2 separate regions of the Hordeum vulgare genome follow, and region 1 is linked to region 2. A link is a contact called in public Hi-C data. All regions are on one chromosome and are shown on one strand. The core of a region is the stretch at or near the end of the contact, and the rest is flanking DNA. Distances in the headings are between cores, read along the strand shown.

Evidence for each region. Hi-C and Micro-C count contacts between places; a contact is called where the count stands out from the background.
Region 1: a Hi-C map of seedling shows a contact between it and region 2, with 5 times the contacts expected there. The contact joins the enhancer-like site here to the promoter of LOC123448753 in region 2. A contact is called at or near these places in 2 of 6 Hi-C or Micro-C datasets (leaf and seedling).

What each region holds. Positions count from the first base shown.
Region 1 is chr4H:407,889,295-407,892,466 of MorexV3_pseudomolecules_assembly, forward strand. No RefSeq gene overlaps it. Among protein-coding and RNA genes, the nearest start is that of LOC123448754, 190 kb to the left of the region's middle. Within about 2 kb of position 1,732, at least 3 of the 3 cell types and tissues checked have open chromatin away from gene starts, as enhancers often do. A contact at or near this core is called in leaf and seedling, where this site is marked.
Region 2 is chr4H:407,174,787-407,177,973 of MorexV3_pseudomolecules_assembly, forward strand. LOC123448753 (probable arabinosyltransferase ARAD1) reads right to left here and starts at 1,616. Exons shown (of 2, transcript XM_045125750.1): 1 at 629-1,616. The coding sequence starts at 1,453.

The DNA.
Region 1 (3,172 bases), core at 482-2,981, 710 kb after region 2:
TTATTTCTTTTATTTTCCTTCTTTTGTGCCGATAGGAGATGTGCAACTATAATTGTGTCGATGGGCCGCTTTATGACGTCCTTCTATTTTTTTCAAGATCATCTCTTGCATAAAATTAAGGACTGCAATAGATGGGAAACTGTTGCTGGGGGAGGGCTCTCAGCCGCCGGTTTCGTTCGCTAGGAGAGGCACCCCCCTAGCAAATGTTTCTGGTCGTTCCCCAAGGGGTGGGCCACGACGACCTTGAGACCCAAAAGGCCTAGTTAAAAAATGCCATCCACTACATAAAAATGACATCCTATCAGACATTAGAAAAGAAAAGCCTAACTTAACCACCATGTGAAAAAGGCCTTTAAGGAACACCCAAAAGAATGTGATCTCTTTAATATAAAATATCATCTCTCAAATAATAAATGACGTCTCTTAATAAAAAATGACATCTCTTAAATAAAAATATGCATCACTCTCGCCCCCTTAAATAAAAAATTGCATATTTAAAAAATGATGACATTTAAGCATCACACAAAAAGAGTCATCTCTTTGATAATAAAAATGTTATCTCTAAAATAAAAAACGCCATCTCTTGAGATAGAAAATACCATCTCTTAATATAAAAATCCCATCCTTAATAAATAAAAAATGCAATCTCTTAATTTGAAAAATGACATGTACAAAAAAATTAAAAAGGGGGATTCTTAAAATGTCATGTGACGTAGTTCAAAAAATTGTAAACTACTATGCTATTATTTTTTCTATAAAATGTCATCTGGTGAAAAAAAGGAGCCTCGGACTCAATCCTAAGGATCAGTTCTTTTCGTAGCTTCTAGAATAAGCTGAAATAAGCTACCCCTACTCAGCTTATTCTACAAGCCCAATCAAATATATTCTTTTAGAAGCCTACTAATCAAGTCTTGATTGTTAGGCTTTTAAAAGAAAAAAAATTAGTTGGGCTTCTAGAATAAGCTGGGTAAGGGGTAGCTTATTCTAAAAGCCCAAAAAAGCTATCAAAAGAACTAGCCCTAAGTCTTCTAGGTGTGAGGGCGCCTGGCCAGCTACAACGGTGGTGGTGTAGTGTTTTTGATTTCTAACATGTTTGCTGGCATTTATCATACAACGAACTATTTTAAAAATCTGACGTGGATCCAATGTTATGCCAAGATTCGTGCAACCGAATCCAACAGGAGAGACGGCGTTCGCTAGCAACTGCCATATATCTGCCGTAGCCGGTTATGATTTCCAAAAATTAAACCTAAGGATGTGCGCCACTTCCAACTTTGCGATTATTGACGCAATTGATACTACCACTTTAGGTTCTAAGTAATTTTCCCGGCCACATCTTTCAAAAGAAAAAAAATTCCCGACCAACAGGAGGATTATGTAATTTTAACTTATCTTCTCATCTTATGCAACATGGATATACTTTACAGTTGGAAAAACTTAGTCAAGCATCTTCTGGATTTATTTATTTTTTGGCAGGAAAAGTATCTTCTGGATTTGATCGCCCAAATCTAATATTTGTAAACTCGTGTTTAGAGACAAGTCAACCTTGCAATCTGCCACGAGCTATAGACTATACATTCATATATAAGGATGCAGTACTAATGATTGAAACAGGGTGTCCTTTTTAAGATACACTATACATCTCCTGTTTTGTGGTAGTATTTATACGGAGCCGTGTATACGTGTCCCATCTCCAGTTAGTTAAGTCGTATCTGTCAGTCCAGCCTGGTCATGTTGCCGAGCGGAGGGACAAGTAGTATGCACAAGCGTGCGTATACACGGAGGTGCCAGCTTAGGGTTTTTTCTCACTTCTTGATTCACCAAAACATGCCCTGAATTGCTACGCCTCTTTGGGACCATCAACTGTTAATTATTCATGTAAACCATTGGGGTGAATGAAGGGCCAAATTCGTACTACAGATATATGCACATGACGAGCTCCGATTTGCGGCCAGCCTTCATTAGCAAGAAGACTGCCGGAACTGCACAATAGTACTACATGGGGTAGTATTCTTTTTACTGTATGTACTATTAGGCACTATGGCATTCTACCCAAAAACTTGGGGTGACTTGTTTGTAGTAACAATTATTTTGAGGTTAGGCCGACAATGGCGTGGTTGCCATTTATTGACGACGAGTCGCCACTAATCGAGGGGCCTGATCTGATCTTGCTTGGCGCAACACCCCAAAACGCTCCCTGCTACCCGCTGCCGGGGATAAAAATGCACATGCCGCTTGCCATCTTCCCGTCCAAAGTTCCCAGCGCAAGCCAAGGGTACCAGGTTCTCTGCACAACCGCTGCGGCAGACAGTTGCATGTTACACGGAGCAGCAACGCGAAACCGAGCCAGCCACCCATTTGTCAATGGCCACTTGGCGGGCGATGTGCTCCCTCCGGTCAGGCAGACGCTGCATCCGATGGCCATTTCTTATGTGGATCCCGGGCGGATTTCGTTGTTAAATCGCCTGGGGTTAACGCATGCGGTGTAGGCTGGAGTTGGCAGCATAGGGATTCCGCTTCGCTGTCTGAATCGTGCCCCTGCCTGTCTACGTTCAGTGCTCTGCTAGCTGCTGCGATCTACTGGAGATCTCGCGTTCACGTCCGTGCACCTCTGCAGCTGATTATAACCCTTTGCTTATGATCGGGTTTCTTGGTGGTGCGTGCTTTGATGAGGCCAAGAAATTTCAGATTCTGGTTTACTCTAATCGATAAGAGAGCGTGTGCTTGCTAACGCGGTTTCGCTAGGTTCATGTACACAAGCGAAATTTGATCACATGTATTCCATAATGTAAGACGTTTTTCAAGATTTGTCTTATACTCCACATTCGTTTCTAAATATAAATATTTCTACAGATTTTAATATAAAATACATAAGAATATATAAAATATTTTAGAGTATATATTCACTTGTTTTACACGTATACACTTTATATTAAAATCTATAAAAAAACTTATATTTATAAATGGAAGAAGTATTATGGATCGACGGGAGTAGTATATATGCATTCCCGCAAAAAAGGGATAATGTACATCTAGCTGGAACTAGGCGTGGTATGTACATGCCACACTTTGGTACGCCTCACATGATCAGATGCAACACTTGAGCGAATATATTTACGTGCCATCTGGAGCGACCAAAGCCCAGAGGCATGTGAAATCATGAACTAAGAAA
Region 2 (3,187 bases), core at 366-2,865:
AGACAGTCAATAATTCATATATCTTGCTTAATAAACCTCATTATACACTACCGCCACAAATGTGTGAGAGTGGCATAATCATAATTTTGGATTCTTAACCTTATCAGATTATAGAACCTCTTAAGCATTAAACCGACTCACTAGAGCTACAACATAAACAGGGCTTATAAGTAGATAACAGCCACATGACAGAAGTGATTGTATACCAAAGTTCGCTGGATTAATGAGCAAGACGAATTACACCAGTTTGAGGTGATTGCCAAACAAACTGAGCTGAGCTGGATACTGAACAAGGCAATGCCAATGGCAATTACTTCTTTGCAACTAGTACCATATTCCCCGTGGCCAGAATCATTGAAGTCCAAATCAAGTACCACGGAGGGTGTCCAGACTACAGACTACAGATGAGGTTGTGCTAGCTTAGGATCGTGCTATTGACTGAAACTTAAATCAGTTAAATAGTAGCAGTACATGGCAAAGATTCTCAAATCTATATAGGAGAAGGACCCATGCAAAGCAAAAATTTAAACCATGGCTACATTATTAAAATGGAAGTTGACCAATCATACCACGATTTTAATTCCCTGCTTAAGCTAAAACTAGTAAGCTTTCATCAAAGGGTACTCACATCTTTCCTGTAAATGGCGCCTTGGAAGTAGAGCAAGGTCGGCCGGTCGTCGTAGCCGGTGGAATCATTCAAGAAGTCGTCGACGACATGCTGGTACGGGGCGATGACGTCCTTGTCGATGTTGGCCACGCTGTGTGGGTACCTCCCAAAGTCACAGAGCACGAAGACGCAGGGCCAGAGCTTGTAGCGCGCGTCGAGCATCCCGTTGGGGTGGTGCGCGAGCACGACGTGGTCCCTCCCGCCGGACCTCCGCCACTCTGGCCGCGCGGCGAGGAACTCGATCAGCCTCCGCTGCAGCGTCCGGTCCTCACTGGTCCGCGCGGGCGGCACGACCTTGGAGTGGCGGTTGAAGCTGAGGGAGGCGAAGAAAGGCACGAAGACGACGTCGGCCCTGGCGGGGTCGCGCACCCGGACGGCGTTGCACGGCGTGGGCGCGCCCTGCTCGGAGGCGAGGAGGTCCAGCGTGAGCCAGTACTCGATGCTGTGCTGCAGGTTGAGCCCGCCGGGGTACTCCGGCACGCCGTGCCTGACGTCCGGCCAAAGGCCGCCGCCGCTCCCGGGCTCCCAGTCGAGCATGCCGAAGTGGAACTCGAGGGGCAGGTCGTACATGTAGACGCGCAGCAGCGCCTTGTCCGGATCGCATTTCCTGCCAGGAGAGGCGGAGGGGAGCCCCTGGCGGCGGGCATCGAGCGCGGCCGGGGCGGCGGCGGAGTCGAGGAGGAGGTACCAGGAGGCGAAGAAGAGCGCGGCGGCGAGGGAGAAGAACCAGACGAGCGGGTTCCGGCAGGAGGCGGCGGCGGCCATGAAGCCGCTAGCGGTAGGCATAGCAATGCGGGTGGAGGTGGAGGTGGGCGGCCATGGCGCTCGGATCTGAGGAGGTGGGGGATACGTGTGTGGTATGTGGGGATGGGTCAGTGGCGGCCGCGGTCTCCTGCGTCGGGCGGGGGTGGGGCTTCGATCGATAGGGTCGGACCAGGATCCGGGGCGAGTCGAAGGAGACGGTTGCGCTTGGACGGATGCGGTGCGGCAAGAACCGAGGAACGGCTTCTTTCCAGATCCACGCAAGGACGCACGCACTTCCACCCACATTGCGGTCGCTACCCTTTTGCCGCTTTCCTCAAAGACAACGAAATTACTCTCATTCCTCACGACATGTGCAAGGGTCTCACTTTGTAAACCCTTAAAAATAACCGTTTTTTTATAGTTTTCATCGGAAAAACGACGTAAACTAGAACCCTAAAACCTTAAACCCGTAAAAAAAATTAGAGGTCCAACCCTCAAACCCCTTCCCAGCCTGTAGAAGTGAGAGTTGGGAGGGAAAACTGCCCCCAACCCGCACTCATTTTCCCACCTCGCACAGGAGGCAGTTGGTTCCCCCACGCGGGAGGAATCCGCATCGGCCGCCGCCGACCCCCGCGCTCCGGCCGCAGCCCCGCCGCCCCCCGCGCCCCAGCCGCCGCCCCGCCGCTCCTTCGCGCCCCGGCTGCCGCCCCTCCGCGCCCCGCCGCCCTCCGCATCTCGGCCGCCGCCCTCCGCGCCCCCGCCGGCCCACCGCGCCCCGGCCGCCGCCCCGCCGCCCCTCCGCTCCTCGGCCGCGTCCCCGCCCCGCCCCGGACACCGCCCACCCGCGCCCCGCCCCGGTGAGATTTTTTTTTACTTTTTAAGTTTTTAATTTTTGCTTCATTGGCACTAATTGTAGCCACTTGGTATGTAGATGGACTCTGTTGTCGGATTCGTTGGATTGGTCGTCATCCGACGATTCGGACATTGACGAGTTGTTGCAAGACGACGACGTCGATATGATGAGCCTCCTCGTCGACGTGCAAGCGTTTGAAGACCGCGTGAAGCTTTTGGATCAGAGGAGAGGGTCGAAGATGGGGCGACTCACCATCTACCGGAACCGCGCTCTCGGACACGAGCATTTGATGCGAGACTACTTCGCGGAGGTACCTACATATCCTCCTCGTCTCTTTCGCAGAAGGTACCGGATGCGTCGTAGTTTGTTTGTGAAGATTGTCACCGATTGTGAGGCCGCCTCCTATTATTTTAAACGTCGTAGATCCGCCGCCGGTATCATGAGGTTTAGTGCATATCAAAAGATATCGGAGGCAATGCGGGTACTCGCTTATGGCATACCCGCGGATTACACCGACGAGTATCTTCGCATTGGGGAAGATACAACCACGGAGTCCGTCCGTAGGTTTGCCAAGTTGGTCATCCGGTTGTATGGTGAGCAGTATCTTCGGGCATCAAACGAGGAAGATACAAAGAGATTAATGGAAATGAATGAAAAAAGGGGATGGCCGGGGATGCTTGGTAGTCTTGATTGCATGCATTGGAGGTAGAAAAATTGCCCAAAGGCATGGCAGGGAATGTACTGCGGTAAAAGTCGTGATGCTACCATTGTGCTTGAGGCCGTAGCATCGGAGGACACATGGATTTGGCATGCATTCTTTGGGTTGCCGGGAACACTCAATGATATCAATGTCCTCAATAGATCTCCTTTGTTCAAAAGATTAATTTCTGGGGATGCTCCAGCTTGCAACTACAAAATCATGA